Regions from separate parts of the Mus musculus genome. Here region 1 is linked to region 2. A link is a contact called in public HiChIP or PLAC-seq data. All regions are on one chromosome and are shown on one strand. The core of a region is the stretch at or near the end of the contact, and the rest is flanking DNA. Distances in the headings are between cores, read along the strand shown.

What was found. HiChIP or PLAC-seq counts read pairs in DNA pulled down with a chosen protein or histone mark.
Region 1: an H3K27ac HiChIP or PLAC-seq map of embryonic stem cells shows a contact between it and region 2, with 4 times the contacts expected there. The contact joins the enhancer-like site here to the promoter of Mrps33 in region 2. A contact is called at or near these places in 6 of 39 promoter capture datasets (HPC-7-derived erythroid cells, cranial neural crest, embryonic stem cells and 3 more), 7 of 115 datasets of contacts at active chromatin or transcription factors (embryonic stem cells and forebrain) and 1 of 9 other capture datasets (embryonic stem cells).

Annotation. Positions count from the first base shown.
Region 1 is chr6:40,347,788-40,352,836 of GRCm38.p6, reverse strand. Agk (acylglycerol kinase) reads right to left here. Exons shown (of 16, transcript NM_023538.2): 4 at 405-484. Among named protein-coding and RNA genes, the nearest start is that of Agk, 25 kb to the right of the region's middle. Within about 2 kb of position 2,481, at least 7 of the 459 cell types and tissues checked have an H3K27ac peak or open chromatin away from gene starts, as enhancers often do. A contact at or near this core is called in embryonic stem cells, where this site is marked.
Region 2 is chr6:39,808,899-39,814,039 of GRCm38.p6, reverse strand. It overlaps Mrps33 (mitochondrial ribosomal protein S33), which reads left to right and starts at 3,104. Exons shown (of 3, transcript NM_010270.2): 1 at 3,104-3,176.

The DNA of each region.
Region 1 (5,049 bases), core at 1,232-3,731, 540 kb before region 2:
TTCCCCGTCCTTAGGTGACTGCCCTACCAGGCCACAGCCTTGTTTGGGGAGAGTGAACTTTCTCTAAGGCCAGTAGAAGGTTCCCTCCTTTGTAAAGACTACACTGTCCTCCTGAGCCCACTGTGCTCTTGATCTCTCAAACTCCTTTGTGATGGCAGCCTAACACGGTTATGCAAAGCAGGAGAGCAATCATTCCCAGTAGGACTGCTCTCAAGCTGATATAAATCCTTGGTGTTTGATGAACATCAATTTGCGGCACGGTGACTTCCACTCGGAGACTAACGCTGTGGCTGCACAGTAACCAGTCCCAGTCACTGTAGCACACAGTCCACCACCTGCCTTTGTGGAGATTTTGTCCTTTGCCTTTAGAAAAACTAAATACAGTAAGTCACAAACTGAAATACCCTTTGCAAGCTGCGGGATTGAGAAAGACGGTGGCTTTCTTCACTTGTGCATTGGGAGGAATGAGCTGGTTGCCAAACACCTGAAAAAGAAAGAGACATTTTCAATTAAATTCTTTATTCAGCTGTTGATCGCATACTTTTTTTTTTTTTGTCATCCAGCCAAAGAGCACAAGCTCATCCATGATCTCCATAACAGAGTCACTACAAGCATCACAACCAAAGTATGCAGTTACTCAATGACGATTTTACATTAGGACAAAAACCTGGCTTTCCTTACCAGTGGTAGTAGTTAGTTCCTTTTATTATAAGCATACATCCTGCAGGGCCACAGGCTATGAGAAGGGACATTCAGTTTTCATGCTACAATCCTTTTTCCTTTAGTCTATACTAAATTTATTCCTCGGGAGTCTTTGTTACCAGTTAATTTTCACCATCTGTATACACAGAAGAAACCCGGTACTCAAACTGTTTTCTATTCTATGGCTCTAAGGCTGAGCAGATCAAGAAGCAAAGGATCAATGTGAGGATTCAAAACAGCAACAGAAGGGGAGCTACTACTGAGACATCTAAACTAGGGAAGAGAGCTGATGAAAAGAATCATGATAACACAACACTAAAAAGGCCAAAAACTTCAGGTCTTGGGGTTGAAAAACAAGTCTGGGTTATGGCAGCAGAATTCTAGAAAACAAGTATAAAGCAAAGATTAGAGGGGAAATGGCTATAGCAAGATGTTGTATTGAACAACTCAGTCTAAATCTGCCTCCCCTCTGACTGTCCACTAGAGATCCTTTCTACACCTTCTAAATAAACAAGCTCTGTGCTGGGGAGATGGCTACGTGGGTAACTAAATAGTAAAGTACTACACAAGCCTAAGACAGAGTTCAGATCTCCAGTGTCAGTGTATGTTTATAACCCCAGTGCTGGGAAGAGAAACCAGGCGGATCCGGGGGGGCTCCCTGGTCAGATAGTCTAGTGGAAATGGCAAGCTTCAATTCAGTAAAGCTAGGGAGAGCTAGAGAGAATAACATGCCAATGCTAACCTCCATACACACCTACATAGACAAGTGCACACACACACATTACCTGCCCATTACCACTTCTGTTCTCTTTTTACTCTTGTATCTTGTTCTCTTTTTACTCTTGTATCTTGTTCTCTTTTTACTCTTGTATCTTGACATTTTCTGGCTAAGTCTCCAAATATATCATCAATTTGGTTTGTTCTGATCCATTTCATTCTAGGATTCCATCAGGAATGAAGTAACTAACTCAGCTGTGGAGGTCTGAATGGAAATGGCCTCCATAGACTCATAGGGAGTGGCATTATTGGAAGTCTGCCTTTGTTGGAGTAGGAATGGCCTTGTAGGAGGAAGTGTGTCACTGAGGGGTGGGCTCTGAGGTTTCAGATGCTCAAGAAAGGCCCAGTGTGGCACTCTCTTCCTGCTTTTTGCTGATTTGGGTAGAGATCACTCAGCTACCTGTCTAACACCACATCTACCTGCATACTGCCATGCTTCCTGCCATTATGACAATGGAGTAAACCTCTAAACTTTAAGCTGGCCTGATTAAATGCCTTTCTAAGAGATGTGGTCATGATGTCTCTTCACAGCAATAGAAACTCTAACTAAGATCGAGGCTGGTTCCTGGAATGGGGTATTGCTAAGATAGGCCTGACACTGTTTTTGCCTGGAAGAATATGGAATACTTTGGGACTTTTGAGCTAGAAATGTCATTGGACATTTTAAACCGGGCTTAATGAGCCATACTAGTAGGATCATGGAAGATAGTGGTACTGAGGGTGATTTGAACTATGAGAGCCCAGCTTAAGAAGTTTCAGAGAAAAATATTATATGTGGCCTAGAGATTGTTCTTGCAATATTTTGGTAAAGAATGTGGCTGTTTTCTGCCTTTGTCCAAAAAAATCTGCCTGAGGCTAAATTAAGGAATTATTGATTAAATGTTTTGGCAAAGGACTTTTCCAAACAACCTAGCATTGACTGTCTTCTGTGGTTAATAGAAGCCAGTCTTATGCAGATCTACAACAAAAGACTTAAGATAAGCAAGAAAAAATACAAAAAGTACAGTAGAGGAAGAAAAGGAGCCCCAGGGAATGTAAACAGATTAAAGAAAAGCCAGATGCTAAGTGGAGTAAAGGGAGTGGTGACCTCAGAACAAGACCCCCACCCAGCTAAGGAATTAAATGAAAAAGGAATTAAATAAAAGCATAAGGCCAAGTCCACAAACCTGTAATCCAAGCACCTGGGAGGAAAAGGCAAGTAGATTTTAGAGTTCAAGGACAGCCTGGGTCTACAAAGGAAGCTCCAGGATAGCCAAACTTAGGCAGTGAAGGAAACTATCAAAACCAGAAAGCTGAAAAGTAAAAAAGTAAAAAAAAAAAAAAAAAACAAGAAAAAAAAATTAAAAAACCAGAAAACTGGAGAAAATGTATTTGAATAAGGGGTTCACGCAAGCAGCAGAACTTTGCAGCTTCAGCCACATGGTACCTAAGTTTATAGAGTCAAGGACACAAGAAAAGAGTTATAGAGTCTCCCTCCATAACTAAGGAAAGCCTCTGAGGCCAGGCATATGCAGATGTCCCTTCTTGGAGACCTAGAAAGACCATTGCATGAAGCTGTAAAGGTGAGGCCTGGACTGCCTTGAAGACCCCAGGATGTTGAAGATGCCAGAGCCTTGGGATACCTGCCAAGGAAAGCTGCTATCAGGGAATGGAACCAGTCCAAGAGAAAGAATTATGTTTCAGTCAAAAACAGTGAAAGGAGTTTGAGAGCTGAAGTGTGATTTGACAGCAGTCATGGAGATGCAAAGTTTGGGGTATGCCCAGCTGACTTTCAGTCTTGCTTTAGTCCAGTACTTCCTCATTATCCTTCTCTTTCCTCCATTTTGGAATAGTAATGTATGCCCTGTGTCACTGTATGTTAGAAGTATGTGATTTGCTTTTTTCTTTGTTTTTTTTTTTTTCATTTTGATTTTACAGGAGGCTATAGTTAAGAGACTGCCTTGATTATCATAGACTTTCAACTGTGGACTTTTAAATATGGTTGAAACTGTGATAGACTGAGGACTTTTGAAGTTAGACTAACTGCATTTTGCATTATGATGTGGCTACAGGCCCATGGGGAGCAGGGAGCAGAATGTGGTAGTCTAAGTGAAAATGGCCCCCACAGTTATAGGGAATAGCATTAGTGGAGGGCTGGCTTTGTTGGAGAAAGTGTGTAACTAGGAAGTGGGCTTTGAGGTTTCAGATTCTCAAGCCAGGTCCAGTGTGGCTTTCTCTCTCAGCTACCTTGTCTGCCTGCATGCTGCCAAGCTTCCAGCCGTGATGACAATGGTCGAAACCACTGAACCTATAAGCCAGCCCCAAGTAAATGTTTTCCTTTATAAGAGTTATGGTCATGGTGGTATCTCTTCCCAGTACCCCAGTACTCTGTAGCCAGATTCCAGATCTACAGCACTAGACTGCCCCTCCTTATCCTCATTTCCTAGTCCCAAGAATTCCTAGCCAGACTTGTAAAGTCAGGTGTCAGGTCCATAATGGATTAAGAAGTTTGTAAAAACTAGAGTTGAGTTTACATGATTTTTTTAAATCACTCAATAATTTAGATTATAAAAAGACCATAGGAAAAGTAGAGAAAGCTGAGAGGATCAATGCACCTTTAGTCACATGGAAGATGCTAAACATGTGCAGAGGACTGGAGGATTAGAACAGTAAGGGGTCAGTATGTGGAAAAGTTCCTAACAAGACCTTGTTCCTGGGAAAGTAAGTGGGGCTGAAATTCAGAAAGAACATAAGCAGAGGATTCACCTTAAGTAAGAGGAGAGTGTATCAGCAGAACTCCCTGGAACTCAATATTAAGGTTTATTTGATAATTACCTTGATTTGATCATTAAGAATTACATATATGTTCTAGAGTATCATACTGAGACTCAAAAATAATCCAACAGCTTATTTTTTGAGGGACTCATAGCCTATCTCAGGCTGGCCTGAAACTCATTATGTAACCCAGGAGGTAAACACATGGCAATCCTCCTGCCTCAGCTTCCTGAAAGTGAAGCATCTTGCTGATCTTAAAAATAAAATTTAAAGCTTATTTAAATTAATTTTTAAAATAACTTAAAGCTATACTAGATGGTATATCTGTGCAGAAATAAAATCAAATTCTTAAAACATATTTGGAGCCAAAGAAGGATTTATTAATAGTATCTATTGTCATTATCATCTATGAAAATAATTCAGAAACAAACATGAGGTTTGACACCCACTTCTACTAAATGTGTTCGTTTTCTTTGCCATTTTAACTTTCATACATCTCTTCAGGCATTTCTGACATCATAAGCTTAAATGACATATAACAAAAAGGTACTGAGTCACAGAAATCCATCTGCAGGGTATAAACTACAAATAGGGAAGAGAGGAAAGCCAGGGTGTTAAATCTGAAAGGATTTACAACTCAACTATCACCACCACAGCCAGATAAATGAATGCTTAAGCAGCATCTCGTGGAACTGGATGGCAGTGCAGTGCTAGGAATCAGCTATGTTAGTGACATGGGCTTTAAAAGCAGAAGAAAACAATTTTAACAAGACTTGACTTTCAGAGGTAAAATCTGTTCTGAACCAAGATCCCTGG
Region 2 (5,141 bases), core at 1,855-4,354:
GGGATATGACAGTCTCTTCTGGCCTCTATGGGCACTTGCCCTCACATTAACATAACTACACAGAGACAAACACAGACACACACACAATTAAAACCAACTTTCTTTTACATATAGCAAATCTATTAAAATTATTTTTTTAAAAAAACATACAAAGTAGAACCAACAAGCAGTATACAAATCCACCAGGCCCTCAGTGTCTGTGGGTTTCCATACATAGATTCATTTAATCATAGATCAATAATAACATTTGGGGGAAAACTTGCATCTGGAGTAAATATGGGCAGACATTTTTTTCTCTTGTCACTAGTCCCTTACCAATATAGTATAACAACTATTCATGTATCTTTTACATATGTATCATTATTAACCTAGAAATAATTTAAAGTATATCATAAGCTGTGCATGTATTATATTCAAATCTATGTGTTGAGCACCCATAGATTATGATGTCCATGAAGCATGTCTTGGAACCAACTCCCCATGTATAGTTTCAGTAGTGCCACCTTTTATAGGGATTGCTATATAGCACTTATTGAATGCTTGGTAGGTCGATTGAGAAACAAGTACTTTATTCTGCGCATTTATCAAGGCCTTACACTAAAATAGATTCTAGAATCTATTCTAAAATCAGCAGTGAGTTCTATATCTAGAGGAGGGTATTCAATTGACATTGTCTTTGCTCCTATAGAATTTGTGTTTGCCAAGTTTTTGTATGTTATCAACCCATATATAGGGGATATACACACACACACACACACACACATATAGAATATTTCACACCATGAGTCAATTACAAATTTTGCTTTAAAGCTAGCAGCCAATACAAAAAGGAATCATTGCTGGTTAGTTTTTATCAATTTGACATAGAGTGTCCCAGGAAGGCATAACTTTTGAATAATTGCCTCCATGAAATTGTGGGACATTCTCTTGATTAATAACTAATTTGGGAGTGTTAAGCCCCCTGTGGGCTGTGTCATTCCTGTGCAAGTTGTCCTGGGTTATAGAAGAAAGCAAGCTGGACAAGTCATGGGAGCAAGCCAGTAAGCAGTGTTCCTCCATGGTCTCTGATTCAGTTCCTGTCTTGAGCCCTGCCTTGGTCTCTCCAAATGATAGAATGTAAGCTGTAAGCCAAATAAAGTTTGCTTCCCCAGGTAGTTTTTGGTCAGTGTTTCATCACAGCAACAGGGAGGCAAACTAGAATAGAGGTCTTCATGTTTATAAAACATTGGTTTAAAAACAACCCAAACCTCCAGAAACAGAAAACACAAGTGAAAGTTCTCCAAGGACTGTTGCCGCCTAGGACACTGGGGTAGGTGGCTGTAGTTATGCATAGGACTTTAACAGCCTTGGTGTAAATGTTAATAAGATTGCATACTATAATGTGAGTTGATAACATATTAAAACTTGGCAAACACAAATTCTATAGGAGCAAAGACAATGTCAATTGAATGCCCTCCTCTAGATATAGAACTTGCTGCTGACTTGCCTCAATTCTAAAATCTATTTTACTGTATTTATGTAAGACTTTGATTAATGCTCAGAAAATAAGCACTCGTTTCTCAATCGACCTACCAAGCACTCAATAGGCACTGTATAGTAATCCCTATAAAAGGTGGCTCTATTGAAAGCAGATTTTGCAAGGAGCGAAATACTGATAGTGTTTCTGTTGTCAGTGAAAGGCTTGCCGAGGAGACATGCCTTTTTTATGAGAGGCGGTCTCTCAGCTCTTGTTTTTTCAAGGAAGAAATTCAGAGGAGACACACAGTGTAAGCAGTTTATCTAACAAAGCAAGCGAAGATTTCAAGGAGTGAGCTGTTCCAAAGAGAAGGGCAAGAGCACAGTAGATTCCCCGTCGTATTTTTTTTTTAATTCTTACATTTATAAAGTGGGTGTCATAGTGATAGAGTAGGGCGAGCCTTTTTCTTTCCTAAGTCACGGTGGGTCAGATCACTTTTGAAGGATATTTCTTCTCAGGATCCTCTAGAAAAGCTTATCCTGGCCAAGCCCACAATGAAAATAATATCGTAATGAAGTCATGGTCTCTGCAGGATGCTGACCCTTCACTGGTGCACACGTAGGCAAATACCCCGGTACCTTAGTTGTTGATGCGGTATGAGCAACCTATCTTCATTCCCAAGGACAGTCAACGGTAAAGGGCACTCTGACCCGCAGCTGACACAGCTGCGCAGATAAAGCTGCAGTTTTCTTGGCCCACATATCTGATTTCTTTTGAGATTGCTCAAGATCTCATGATTGATCTCATACTGTCCGTTACGATATTTTCTTGCTCCACAATTAAGACATCTTGCTTTTAAAAAACAATTGAGAGTTTATCATAAAAGTTTGAGTCTGGGATTGACGGCCCAGGTGTGTACCTTTAATCCCAGCACTCAGGAGGCAGAGGCAGATGGGTCTCTGAGTTTGAGGCCAGCCTGGTCTACACGGTGAGTTCCAAGACAGCCAATGCTACATAGAGAAACCCTGTCTCAACAAACAAAACAAAACAAAAAAAGAAAAGAAAAGAAAAAGGCTGGGGACAGAGTTTTACACTAGCTTATCCAAATGTACAAAGAGAAGCAGAACTTAGGCTATCTTCCAAAACACAATTTCTCTGTGTTACTGCTCCTGTCTATCTCCTATCCAAGAGTTCTATCCCTGTACCCCGAAAAGAGAACCACAGCTCAACTCCTTGATTGATAGGAACCCAACACGGTCAGAAAGACTCTGAGCTAGCATCAAGTATCTTTGGAACGCAAAGAGCATAAGCTCTAATGAAAAGAAAAATGAAACGTGAAGACAAAGGAAAAATACTGCATTTCATTCTATTATCACAGAGCAAGGAGCTTCAGCGAGGAGGGACTCAGCTCTGGCTATTCTCGACAAAATGATGCGTGTGGTCCCTCTAGAACCTTCCTGGATAGCCAAGGCTCCCCCACTCTCAGAACCACACCCACACAACCCGGCTTTCCTCGCGGGCGGAGGCCCTGGGCTCAGAGCGAGCGCGGCCGCTAGGTGTCGCCCGAGGTCCCGCCCCCAGGGAGTGAGAGTAGTTCCGGGTTGTCCGCCGACTCCGCTCTAGCCATCAAGCTTCCGCCTCTCTCCTGCTCTCTGGAGCTGGGAAGCAAGTAAAGGGGGGCGGGCCTTCCGGGGACGCGCGTGCGCGAGGTCAGGAGCAGGTAAGGCAAGCGGAGCGCTGGGGTCACAGCAGAGGGCGGCGGCGGTGCGGGCGGACCCGGGTCCCTAACCTGGTGGAATTGCCAGATCCAGTCGAGTCAGTTAGGGGCCTTCCTGGAGCTTCCACGTGTACCCCACAAACACCCGAGGCTTTCCCCTTATCCTGTGGGGAACTGAACAAACCAAAAACGCACTTCCTTTCTCCTAGTGAGCCCGCCCTCGCACTCAGTTTTGTGTGGGATGCGCCGGCGATATTTGTTGATTGTTATTTAAAATGCAGTTTAGATGATGCTTGGGAAAATGAATGACTCTACTACAGCTTCCAGCGCCGGAGGAGTGCGCGAATCAGACAGCGGAGAGTATGAGTTGTGCATGCTGAACAAAAAAAAAAAAATAAAGTTATCTGTTCGGAGGGGTTCATGCCCTGTGACCCAGTAAAATAATTGGTACCAGTTTTTAAATGCTCTGAGCACGTTGCTTCTCAGTAACAACTCGTATGCATTCCTTGGGTCGTGATTAGGCAGGCACTATGCCTTCAGCTTTCCTTGTCAGTCGAAACTCAAATAATAAGGTAAATTGTACTCCTGATGTTGATAATTGACCTACACTTATACCCACACAAGTGTACCTGCAAGCATTTTAAATAAATAGATCCATGAGAAAGATAAACTTATCTTTTTATGCCAAAAGGGGAAAAAAGAGTTCTGAATTTTCAGATGTGGGCTTTATGTGTTTTGCTTGACATATTTAAGTAATTTGGTTTTGCTTCTCATTTTCAACGGTTATTTTCACCTGTATTTTTCTTTCATTCACATTTAAAGAAACATGATATTTCAAAGGAACTAATTTGTGAGGCTGAAGAGATGGCTCAGTAGTTAATAGAGCATATTGCTCTTGCAGGATCCAGGTTGAGTTTCTAGTCAGATAACTCACAACCACGTATAACACCATTATAGGGCAGAGGTTCTCAACCTGTGAGTCACATATCAGATATCCTGCATATCAGATATTTACATTACAATTCATAAATTCATAACAATAGCAGAACTGCAGTTATGAAGTAGAAATGAAATAATTTTATGGTAGAGGGGTCAGCACGACATAAGGAACTGTATTAAAGGAACGCCGCATTAGGAAGATTGAGAACTACTGGTCTAGGGGAACCCTCTCCATCTTGCCTCCCTGGGAACATAGTCACACAGACCCACCCACAAATAACTTTTGTTTGTTTGTTTTTAATTTTTACCCTATTGTGTAACTCCTAGGATAATTTTATGTGAATTGAAATCTAATTGGCATGTAAATCATTTGACTTAATGTTATATAATTTAAAAGGTTATATTCTTTCATAAAATTGAAATCCTTTAGGAAAGCATACTGAAATCTCAAAACGTCCTAAATTTTTAAATAGCCCTTTACATGTATGTGTGTGTGCTCAGGCATGCAGAGGTCACCTTAGGGGAGTCCCAGAGATCACAGTCAGATGGCAGGCCTGGTGACAAGCACCTAAACTGCTAAGCCATCTTTCCAGCCTCTTCTTTTTTTTTTTTTTTTAAGTTAAAGAAGGGAGAAGGGAGGTAGCAATGCATCCGCCCTAGGACCAGTTACAGAAAGCAGGCATTTTAGCCTGTGTTTTTGTGGTGAGACAGGGTCTCACCATGTAGCCCTGGCTTGCCTAAAATTTCACTTAGAACAAGACTGGTCTTGAACGCACAGAGAACCACTAGCCTGTGCTTTGAAGTGCCAGGTTTGAAGGCCACAACTGACCTCTGTTGGTTTATTTATGTGTTGTTTATACTTAAAGTTTAACAGACCAGTGAGATGGCTCAATGGACAAAGACACTGCAGTCAACCCTAATGACTAGGGACGATTAAATGTCCTCATACCTCCACCTGTGTATTGTAGCACATGTGTGTCCATATATACATACATACATACCAGCACAAAATAAACGAATGCAATTTTT